Linked DNA regions of Zea mays: region 2 is linked to region 1. The links are chromatin contacts, called in public Hi-C maps. All regions are on one chromosome and are shown on one strand. Each heading gives the region's core, a stretch centred on a gene start, on an enhancer-like site or on the middle of the called end of the contact. The rest is flanking DNA. Distances are from core to core; before and after follow the strand shown. Region 1 holds the start of LOC103645990. Region 2 holds the start of LOC103645992 (wall-associated receptor kinase 4).

The links. A called contact is a pair of places that touch in the nucleus more often than the background predicts.
Region 2: a contact with region 1 is called in a Hi-C map of ear, with 1.8 times the contacts expected there. The contact joins the promoter of LOC103645992 here to the promoter of LOC103645990 in region 1. A contact is called at or near these places in 3 of 25 Hi-C or Micro-C datasets (ear, leaf and tassel).

What each region holds. Positions count from the first base shown.
Region 1 is chr2:12,963,301-12,969,469 of Zm-B73-REFERENCE-NAM-5.0, reverse strand. LOC103645990 reads left to right here and starts at 1,738. Exons shown (of 14, transcript XM_008670729.3): 1 at 1,738-2,157; 2 at 3,088-3,624; 3 at 3,713-4,843; 4 at 5,048-5,369; 5 at 5,777-6,032; 6 at 6,123-6,169. The coding sequence starts at 1,924.
Region 2 is chr2:13,150,524-13,156,710 of Zm-B73-REFERENCE-NAM-5.0, reverse strand. LOC103645992 (wall-associated receptor kinase 4) reads left to right here and starts at 4,152. Exons shown (of 5, transcript XM_008670731.2): 1 at 4,152-5,216; 2 at 5,991-6,146. The coding sequence starts at 4,214. LOC103645993 (a long non-coding RNA gene) reads left to right here and starts at 922. Exons shown (of 3, transcript XR_002267510.3): 1 at 922-1,281; 2 at 1,375-1,537; 3 at 1,956-2,410.

The sequences.
Region 1 (6,169 bases), core at 489-2,988:
GCTGATTCACACCTCATCACAAAAAAAAATAATGAGTTTATATAAAATATATTTTCATCTAAAAAATAGAACTTGAAAAGAGACGACATCTATGATCCTCACGAGCTTTTTGGATGGCTGGTATCCCGAATACTCGGCTTCATAAATATAGTCACCCGAATGTGTCAATTGCAACTGTAGTATTATAACAGCAGCTCGTTCGTTCGTTTGGTACCGTGGACGAGTTTAGCTGTTCTGGGACGATTTGAATGAGATTAGGAAGATGAATAGGACGACGACGTCCTCCTCGCTGCTCTCGGCCGCGGTCGCCTCCACACCGCTGCACGCACGCACTAGGGTGCTCGTCGTCCCGCGGATCGCGACGCAGCTCTCATCCACGGAGGAGGATGTCAGCGAGCCTTCGACGACACCACCAGCTCCGACGAGGACGCCGAACTGGCGGAGGAGGTGTCCAACGGCTTCTTCATCGTCGCCAGGCTGCCGCCGTCGCCGACGTCCAAGGACCCGAGCCCGGTCCCCGAGGGCGGGGACGACTTGGGCACTGCGGAGGAGTCGCTGGACAGGACTAGACTCTACCGCGCGCGCCATGGCGCTGCTGGTAGGCACGCGGCTGTCCTCGCTCTCCTCGGCGTCCTCCTCGCCGCTCTCGCCTGCCCATCGACGGCGGATTGAGGAACATGCAAACATCGGCCAGTGAAGGGACAGTAGCAAACACCGGACGACGCTGGGGAGACTCCCTCTCCACGGACTCCTCTGGCTGGCACGCACCTTCGATGTTGGCCGCGAACTCGTCGATTGCGAGGACCAGCGCCGGGACTGGCGGCGGCTCCATTGCCGACGAGCTCAGCTGCAGCCGAGCGTGGGAAGAAGCCGAACGAAGAAGAATGGGGAGTCCCGAGTTGGATCTGTTATGAGTAACGAAGAGTAGTTCTTCAACGAAACAAAACGGCCACCCTGTACTTTAGTTTTCGGTTGATGACACTCGGCAGCGAGTAAACCTCTGCACGATATCAAATTTGCAAACAAACGGCAGTTATAATACCGCAAATCCAATTGCAAGGTTGAGGATAATAATTTTACGAAGCCCTTGGTTCGGGATACCGAAGATCCAATAAACTCGATCCTCACAGGGAGAGCAGGCGAGGCGGTACTGGCCAACGCGACCTATGCGGCTACGCCAGAACGGTGCTCAACGCGGCAGCCATGGCTGTCCCAGGGAGTGCCGGCGAGGCGGCCCTAGCGAGCACGACTTTGGCTAGCACATCCTCGCTGAGCACGACTGTTGGCACGGCCCGCGCGTCCTCCTTCAGCTCGATCGTGGTGAGCTCAGTGGACGGCGTGTCGAGGGTGAATCTGGCGGACGATGTGGCGAGGTCGACCTTGGCGGACTGCGCGGCCCGTCTGGTGGCTCCTGTGCGAATCGTCCATAGCACGAGACTCGGCGAGAGAATTTGTAGATAGAGATAGGAAAGAGATCGTAAAAGCATACAGGGGTATTTTTGTCTCTTTGATGCTAAATACATGGAAATAAATTAAAAAAGAGAGAATACATTGGTTAATGACAGTATAATCAATTAAAATATGTTTGTAGTACCATTGTACGAAACAAATATTTTAGATGGCATTATTATAAAGCATAATATTTAGAATCTCAAATATGCAATTTTCTCGCCGGAGATAATCTAATAGTAAGATCGACAAGCAAACTGCCTTCTCCTTTAGCGCTCAATCCTCGTCAGCCCAGCCCTTTGCCCTCTCCAATCTCCACGAAAAGGGACTGACGAGTGACGGACTCGAAGCCCGAGGAGACGAGGCCACGGCCGCGGAACAGAGGGGAGAGACGAACCGCCTCCTCACTTCCTCAGTACTCATTTCTTTCACGAGAAGCAAAAGATCATTTAAACCCCACCACTCTGATCACCTATGCGGCTTTCCACTGAGCATCAGTCGCACTGCCTTCACTTCACTTGCAGCAACTCCTCGAGTTCGACGCCCCTCCATCCCTTCCCTGCTACTGTGAATATATGCGGCCTGCTCGTCCTTGCGCGAGCGGGTGAACAGTCTTCGAGCGCGATGAGGGAGGAGATGGATTTGGGTGACATCGTGCTCTCCTGGTCGGTGCAGGAGATCACGAACGACGACCTCTACAAGACGAAGGTGATCGATCGATCCTTCGGTTGGCGCGCTCTTGGTTTCGATTATAATTTGAAGGGTGGTTGCCAACTTTAGCGATTTTGTTTTTATGTGTGTTTCTCTCTCTTTCGGGTAGTTATTGCGTCATTTGTGTGAGGAGGTCGATTCGTGGAGTCATGGTTAGATGTTTCCTTTGGTTTTGATGTGTATCCTGCTGTTTATTGGCACGGCTTGTGGCTGCGTGGTAGAAGCTGGCCATTCGGATGTAGGAGACGGCGCCTAGAGTCACTGGCGTTTCCTCAACTCCATGTGAGAACAATCTGACCATAGTTTGTTAGGACCCCTAGCCCCTAGATGATGCACGCTGGTCATACACTGGGCATTGGTGGTGTCACAGCCACAGGGAGGGCGGCGCGTGGCTGGGGGAGGCGCACGTAGGGGCTGGTGAGGTTCGTGAACATAGCCACCCACATAGGGTACCACTATTGAAGGTAAGGGTACAGCTGTCATTTTAAGTGATAGAAACAAGAAAAAAATAAAACTAATCAAATAATGGTGAAATTCTATTTTAGAGAAATTTCTCACGTGTAAGTAGCATTATAGAGAAACCTAATCTGTTAATACTCGTGGAGAAGTCGCTTCATATGAATACTATAATAGCAAAAAAATCATTAGTTCTCATTTGTCCCACCTAACCTCATGAGTTTTCCCCCCGAGAATGCACATGCGTGAAATTACTTCACATGCCCAGTTAAGTTCTTACCGGCCTCACAGGCCCAAAATTAAAACATTAAGGTACTATACTAGGTAACAGAACCACCATGGTATATTGCTATGACTCGCCATCATATGATCCCAAAATTTCTTTGCAAGTTTTCTAAGTAATGAGCAAATATACTGTGTCCACTGCTTTATGTCCACCTTTGTTTTTTCACCAACTGTTTGTCTATTCAGGTGGAGAGGATCCCTTTCAGCTTTGGTTCTCTTGATGACTACTTGCGATCATATATGACACCTCTGATCGAAGAAACAAGATCATGCCTAAACTCGTGCCTTGAGCTCATTGCAGAAGCACCGTCTTCGAAAATACTTTCCTTTAAAGTTGCAGGGAAATCAGGATTGCATTCTATGGATGTTGACTTTTGGGACAATGGTGCTGGTTTTTCTACCGAGACCTACACCGCTAGGAACGGTGACATATTTGTTTTGTCTAACATGAAGCCTGAAGCTGCAGATGACTTCAACCGCTATGGTTTAACATATTGCTTGGCAATGGTTACTGAAGTTTCTATGAATGATGAATATCAGAAGGGCTTCAAAGTGAAAGTTTCAAATAGTACTGGTTTAGAAGGAGACTTTAGTAAACTTGTGCATGCAACATTTCTTGATAATATAATGGCTAACATGCGTATATGGAAAGCACTTTGCTTTGACTCAAGCATGAATAATAATTTTACAATAATCAAGTCACTTTTAGCCCCCAGAAATATGGTAATATACCTTTCAAGTTATTATTTTGTATGTTCCTAATTTTCATGCCATGTCATTGCTAATTAACTCTTTGTTGGTTCCATTGCAGGGTGAAGATGTCTGTTCTGTCTGTGCTAAAAAGGATGACTGTTTAATGTCTTCTGCAGAGCTACCACCAGTTAATCTAAATCAGTCACAATTGGATGCCATTGAATCTATCATCTCTGCTGTAAGATGTAGACATTTGAACCTCACAAAACTTATATGGGGCCCACCAGGTACTGGAAAGACCAAGACTGTTAGTGCTCTATTGTGGGCTTTGGCTTGTTTGAAATGCCGAACTCTTACATGCACTCCCACAAATGTTGCTGTTGTTGGTGTCTGTACTCGATTCCTTCAAAATTTGAAGGAATTCAGCAAGCAGATTGACATATGTGGTCTACCTCTTTCTCTTGGAGATGTTTTGTTATTAGGGAACAGGGACAATATGGACATTTCTGAGGAGATCCAGGAAGTTTTCTTGGATTATCGTGTGGATGAGCTTACAGAGTGCTTTTCATTATTGTCAGGATGGAGGCACATAATTGTTTCAATGATATCATTTTTTGAGGAATGTGGTTCTCGATACGATATGCTTCTTGAATGTGATGGCGGCAGTGATTCTGTATGCTTTTTGGATTTCCTGAAAAAGCAGTTTGATGTTGCAGCAAAAGCTGTAAAGAAATGCATGATGACTTTGTGGGTTCACCTTCCAAAGAAGTGCTTTTCACATGAAAATGTCAGCAATATATCTATGGTGTTACGTTTACTAGAAAAAATTAATGCCTTCTTATGTGATGGAGATTTAACTGATGAGAGTGCGAAAAGGGGATTTGATTTTCGATCAACTGAGAACTCTATTTATGAGCCAATATCTTACATTGAGAAGGAATTAGGTGATGCAAGGTCTCTATGCCTTAAATTGCTGAAAGATCTTCAGAGTTCACTTAATTTACCTGTTGGTGTGAACAGGAATTGGATTCAGAATTATTGCATGCGTAATGCAACTCTAATTTTCTGTACAGCCTCTAGTTCTTATCGGTTGCATAATGCAGAGATTGCTCCGCTTGATATGTTGATTGTTGATGAAGCTGCTCAAGTGAAAGAATGTGAATTGGTGATTCCACTACGTTTGTGTTGGTTGAAACATGTTGTTTTGGTGGGGGATGACTGCCAGTTGAGGCCACTGGTTAGAAGCCAAGTAATGTTCTGCCTTACCCTTATTATGTTGTATAATTTACATTCGTTGGTCTGCAACGCGTTACCAATTTAATGACATTCCTATGATGAAATGCTTTGACAGTTGACACTAGTTTTCTACAAAAAGTTTATGTCAGCATTTGGTTATACTCTTGTTCATCTATTTTGATGGTTCTTATTCTCATCTTTCATTGTTTATATTTAGGTATGCAAGGAAGCTGGATTTGGAATCAGTCTTTTTGAGAGATTAGTCATACTGAATTTTGAAAAGCATTTGCTGAATATACAGTATCGCATGAGCCCTTGTATCAGCTTATTTCCAAATGCTAAATTTTATGACAAAAAGATTTTAGATGGTCCCAATGTCCATTCTTCCTACAACAAGGATTGCACTGGCCTTCTTTTTGGTAGCTATGCTTTCATAAATATCACTGACGGGAGGGAACAAAAGGAAGGTGCAGGAAACAGTTGGCAGAACTTGGTTGAAGTTGCTGTTGTTATGCACTTGATCCGAACCATCTTTAAATGTATGTTTAGCTGAAGCGCTTCTTAATATCTCTGATACTTTTTGTTTCTAACGAACAAATAACCCAATATCTAAACTAAAGGTCCTTTGACTAGGCTAACATAACATGTATTCTGTTATGCATTATAGAGCTGTGCTGGTTAAATTTTGCATTATGAAATGTCAATTATCATATTTCTTCTGTTTTAATGCTAATCTTTGTTTGTCTCAATTATATATTAATTGTTTTCTGTCATTTTTTAATGTGAAGCATGATATAGAATTACATGCTACCCACCTCGTAGATCAACTTTAGTAAAGCTGTATCTATTGATTGTGAAAATTATATTCGTGCAAGTGAGTAATGTTATGAAATAAATGATCCACGAGGAGAATCAGTGATCTTATCAGTTCCCTTTTCCCTAGCAGCTTGGAGAAAGAGAGACCAAGGGATTAGCATTGGTGTAGTTTCACCTTACAGTTCTCAAGTTGCCGCTATCAAAGATAGACTTGGGAAAAAGTATGATACATCTGACAACTTTCATGTCAGGGTCAAGTCAATTGATGGTTTCCAAGGAGAAGAGGATGACATTATCATACTATCAACAGTTAGATCCAACGAGAGGGGCAATGTTGGATTTCTTGCTGACATCCAACGAACAAATGTTGCTCTTACAAGAGCAAGGTGTGGATTTATTTTTTGTTTCACAGTTGTTGAAGGTACATCTGATGGCGATAACCATATGACATCTAATGAATACTTTGTTTGATCTAGGCATTGTCTCTGGATTCTTGGGAATGCTAATACACTGTATAAAAGTG
Region 2 (6,187 bases), core at 2,903-5,402, 180 kb before region 1:
TGTAGCCAATCCATGTTTCCACAACTCCCAAGTAACAATATGCTTCCAGAAGGTATAAGCTTGCGTTGAAAGCAGCTTTCCTATGTTTTCTGAATTAATGGAGGATACCCAGGAAGACAGTAACACATTTCCTTTTTTTGTGCTTTTTTTATTAGTATACTACACTGCTCACTCAAAATACAAGACTTATAGCCTGCAAGATGGCATTGAGTGAATGGTGTAAGAGTACGACTTGGAATTGTTCAGACTTTCAGAGTCCAGATCAGAAACATACTTGGATCTAGGTCGCTGATTATTGTAGCTGCATTGAAGTAGGAAGTACACCATGTTGCTTGATTTTTTCTCGTTGTTGTTGATGGCATACTTGGATACATGGTCTCTGGCGGTATTTCAAAGATAGCAAAATTGGTTTGTCTCAATCATCACGTCTACACCACCAGGACCACATGCTCAGTTAAGATGTTGTTGTAAGACATCGTTTGGTGCTTGCTCATTAGCTATGCACCGTTGCTTCTTGCGATTTCAGTTATCTGGTTGCAAGCAAAGGCTTGAATTCTCATATAATTGGGATTATTTTTCTTAGGGGCATAGACTCATTTTAGTTATTCTATCCTTCATTTTCCTCATTCATATGTGCTTTGCATTTACTTAAGAAAAAAATATTGTTAATATATTTGCGAAGAATCACTACGGGGTTTGTGTTTTTAATTGTGTAGTGGATCTCAATGCTTGGTAGAGTAATTTCATTGTTTTTACTGGTATGGTTAGAATTTTGCTTGTCTTGTGAAATATCAACTTCAAGCTTTGGTATATAGCATAGGGACATCTGCAAATAGAAATGGTGGAGTTTTGATTAATAAGAGTCTCAATAACGTTGTGGTGGATGCGAGAAAGTAGGTGGATAGAATTATCTTAGTCAAGCTTCTTGTGGGTGTTTGGTCTTGAACGTAATTAGTGAGTTTGCCCCCAAGTACGACACAATGAGAGTGCTAAGAGACTATTCTAGGAAGACTTAGATGGTATGCTTGGTGTATTTGGATCAATGTTTGATTCCATGTTTTATTTGTCCCCACCGACTTTCTTTGCTGCAAACGACATAAAAGGGAAGTGTACCAGAGAAGGACACGTTGGATAATGTCTCACTAGAAGAATACCGAAACTTCCTGTATACAAATGCTGACACTCTCAGTTATACCGTGTACCTTAGGATTTATTTAAGAAACAAGAAATCTAAAAGTTTCTTGTGTTGGGAGAGGACTGATGGGCTACATTGGGGATAAGGTTAATCAGGGTGAGCAAATGAACTGTGAGCCTTATGTTGTTGTAATTTGTCAGTCTATTTGATTTTAATAAGTGGTCATGATTGTGTTGTAGGGCAAGTTTTACTTGATAATGTGGACGTCAAGACGCTGCAATTGAAGCAACTTAGAGACCAGACCGGCTTGATGAATCAGGAACCTGCTCTTTTTGCATCTACAATTCTTGAGAATATTCTTGATGGCAAACCTGATGCCACAATATCACTCAAAGAGAAAATGTAAGTGCAACAAACTGTCTTCCCCATTTTTTGCTGCTTCCAGTTAATACCCTTGAGGCCTTGATGAAACCGTCCACTGTACATAGTCTGGCTTGCTTATCGTACCTTATGTTTTGCATCAGATTTGGGTCAAGCATTACTGAGATCAACTAATTCTCCTTGTTTGGATCATCTATAAAAAGGCATATGACTATATTTAAACCATTGTAACATATTCTTTGAACAGTCTAGCCGTTGGGTGTTTTGTTTTTGTCATTAGCTCTAACAATACCACACATTTTCAGACCTCATGATAAAGCTCACATAACCCCAAGAAACAGTGTGCATGCCCAATTGAATCACATTCTTTCCAACTTTTGAATCATATATGCTTTTAGCCAACTCCATTTCACCTCACTTTTATTTATGGAACAAATAGGCACCGACGAGCTGATGTGGTCGTGGGATCTAACACAGCACGCGGCGGGCGAGTTCTCCTTCGCCATGGTGCAGGCCAACGACGTGTTGTAGGACCACAACCAGGTGGAGACGTTTGTTGCCACCACCTTCATCGATGTCTACGGCGACCTCAGGGGTGTCGATGCGTGTTGCTTCATCTCTAATCACCTATGTGTGCATACTGTCTGTATGTGCCTCTCTTGCTACTCGCTAGCTTGAGAGTTGAATTGTTTGGGTTACTGGTTATTTTTTAGAGCTACGTCCCTGCGCTGTTGCGATTGTCTACACTCTACAGTAACCACGAGAAATAGGTTTCTTTGTTAAGTTGTACCACTATTTTGTGAATAAGATAAAACATCAACTGCTACACGTGGTGGATTCTTGGTTTCTTGTCGAGCAACTACCAGCTAATAAAGTATTTACTTAGGTGCGCTTTTTGTCATGTTTCAACTCACTGGACTCGTTTTGTTACAGAAAGTGAATTTTATCTCCCAATTATTTTTGATTTGCCAATAAGCATGAATGGTTTCATTTATTAGACTGCCTGCGAGGAGTTGATTGCGATTTGCAAAAACAAATACTGGTGATGAGTGAAAATTATCAGATATTTTGCAGTGATTCAATTTCTCTACTCTTTTTAAGTGGGAACTAGAAATGCCCATTTTGGATCCACCTATCCAGAATTCACAAGAAATAGGACATGAGAAACAGTTGATATGTGCAAGTATCCTCCATGAGGAAAATAAGGAATGCCAAGGACACAACAAGTGGGCAAATGTGCTCTAGAAGATTAATGGAAAATCCAATGTTTCATAGGAGGGAACTTTACCTGATAGTATTTTATTTTCTCAGCAGTCCAATGATGATGCATTAAGTTCATGGGATATTGAAGCCATGAGACATGCATGCGAGGTTATTGGGGAGGACATAATGTGCATGCTATATCTTTTCTATGCTATATATGGACACCTGTTACATGTGCTAGATGATATCGAGTTTTATGAAAAGCGGGTAGAATGCTTGGTGAGTTAATAGTATGAATAGCCTCTTACTGAGCAGCGGATCTTTTTCTATCTATCCGCTTTGGGCTCTGCCTTACCTCCTTTCTTTCCTGTCGTCTCAAGTCAGTGTCCTTTGCTTTTTTGATCAATTTCACAAGCAATAAGCTCCACTTTCTGATATTTGCTCTTCTGAATCGTTTCTAGATATTGGAGCTTCTGGCCCCATTGCAAGTGCAAATCCATTGTGTTTTGCATTGTAATGGTTCCGTTGCGAAGCACGGGCAATTACCTAGTTGTAGTGAAGAGCCTAACTCTGTTCCAAAATATAATTTGTTTTAGACTAAATAATCATTCATTAATTGATCTACGAATGTTGTTTGTATGTAAGTTTACCTTCATTATTATTCGGATGAGTGTGGACAGAAAAAAGAGAAATATAAAGGAATGGAGGGATTATTGTGGTTCCTTGGTCGGACGGTGGAAACACCAGTGCAAACTATTGTCATATCCACTGATCCACAAGATAGTCCCACTAGAACTTATTGCCTGTTGCCTATCATCAATTCATCATGCCTCTTGCCTCATGCGTGCTTTTTCCTTGGAAAAAGAATAGTAGCTTCGAACGTCGTGGTGCGTTGACTCGTATCGTGGCAGGTCTTCCACTGGAATTTGTCTGCCCGTTACCTCCTGGTGCTGCTAAGTGCTAATCATAGTACACCAGCGAAAAGACTGCTGCCTAACCTACTGGTGCTGCTAAGTGCTAATCATAGTACACCAGCGAAAAGACCGACGACTCGTTTGTATCCTTAAAATTGAATTTCATTCTAATAATAATAATTTAGGCATATATCAATTAAGTTAATTCAGTTTCATATAAAATATATTTGTATATTATTATTAGCAAGACGTTAGAGATATTTATGTACTATATTTTTAATATAAAGATATGAGCCGAAGAACGTTCTAGAAATTATAGAGTAGAAACAAATTCTAGTGATACATAAAATCATTTCTCATCCTCCACCCTATAAATTTAAGATAAACTTATATCTAAACTTTGAATAGTGATAAAATGTTAAATTTCAAACTAAATAGATTATTTTATTAAGTAAATTCTAATTCGTCAAAAATAAATGGATAAATGCCCGTGAAAGAAATCCACGAAAATCACGCAACAATACACGTCCAGCAGAGACCAGAGTCCAGACTAGCAAATGATTCCTTAGCAGTTCCCTGCATGCCTTCTCGCTCGCCGGCATGCCGGCCGCGTGGAAGAAACCGCCGATCAGCCGCTGACGCGGTTGCACGACCACTCGCCCTGGCGCTCATTCTCGTCTCTACCCTGCCTCGCGCCGCGCACTCGCAGGATCTGGCGCTGCCACCAGTCCAGCCACGTGGTGTGAGGAGGACGATGACGTGCGACAACATCCCGGAGCCCTTCGGCACAAGATCTAGAGGCGCGTCGCGTCTACCCGGCTTCGAGGTGACGTGCGGGCCAAACAGGGAGGCCATGCTGTCCATCGGCGGCGATGCATACATGATCGATTTCGTGTCGGTGTCGGGCAGCTACGTGGTCGTCTTCGCGGAGCCCATCACGCAGGTGTGCTACGACGGCAAGGGCAAGCCGACGCCGGACACTGGAACCGGCGCCAAGAGCTCGGAAGGGACGACGACGACGTTCACTTGGAGCTTGGAAGGGACGCCCTTCACTTTCTCCAAGAGTAACAAGCTGGTCAACTTCGGCTGCAACCGCACGCTCATGGCTAACTTCTTCATCGTGCCCGGTGATTCCAGCCCGCTATACACCAGCTGCACCACCACGTGCAACACCCTCCAAATCAGCGGCTCTTGCCTTGGGGAAGCCTGCTGCGAGGCCCCCATGGACCAGGTGAACGGCGCCAAGGCGTTCAGCCTGTCGTTCGAAAGGACCACGGCCAACGGCACCGGCGAGGAGGACGGAACCTGCAGCGCCGCGTTCTTCCTGGACAAAGACGAGACGGTCTTCACGTTCAGTGGCGATGAGGTACGGCCGCTAAAAACAGCCTTGCTGCCACCAGGTGAGCGCAGGATGGTTTTGGATTGGGCGATTGGGAGCACCAGCTGCGAGCAAACTCAGAGCTACACCTTCGAGAAACTGTGCAAGTACGGCACCTGCGTCGACGCGCCCACCGGAGCGGGCTATCTCTGCAAATGCCCTAGCGGGTACGACGGGAATCCGTACGTCAGTGACGGATGCCAAGGTGAAATTTCTTCTTCATTATTTGGGTGTTTGTTTGAGCTTAGAATCAGATTGAGGCCGTCAGAATCAGCTTCTAGCAGCTAAATGTTTTGTTCCTTAGTGAGAATCGTTTTCGTAAAAAAATATCTAAATCAATGTAAACACAAAATCTATCGAGTCATGATGATAAAAGGAATTCGTCATTTAGATTCTAAACCCTATAAATCTCTTTATCTTCTTTCGCACATCAGACCCACGATATTCAAGTTCACAGCTAGATTTTCCAAGAATCTAGATTTTTAGAAAAGCTCGTCACAAAAAGCTAAACCAAACATGCCCTTTATCCTATATTTTCTTTATTTCATTTCTCACTTTGCCCTTTCCCGACAATCCTTTAGAGCAAGTTTAATAATAGAACTCATAGTAGGCTCTAAATCATTGTCCTATCATCTAGAACCAAAAATAGTGAGCTATAAGGTTGGCTATTAGATTATTTCTTATCTCTTTCCTTTCATCCTTTCGTCTTGTAGCCTTGTAGCAGCCGACTCTTTCACGAGAGCTCACTTCTTCTACTCTTTAATGTCTCTCGTACACATAAGCAAAAAATATACATCAAATATTGTATAAACCTACTAATTTGCTAAAACGAATTTTAATTTAGGGAGGGGTATTATTCTTTCAGTCTGGTTCGTACAAGAGTTTTCATTTGTAACGTAGTACAGTTTTATTGTCTGTTATGGAGACAAATACTTTCACCTTGCTTTCTGACACGAAGTGTGTTGCTCCCTTTGTCAAGATATCAACGAATGCCGGAATTACAATAGTAATAATTGCACCTATCAGAACCTCTGCAACAATACTTTGGGAGGCTATACTTGTTCTTGCCCCGAGAATAATATTGGTGACGGTTACAGGACAGGAACAGGCTGCAACACCACTCTTGCGACACCTGGTAATAATGTTCTACGTTTCAAACTTCAATTGTCAATTTAT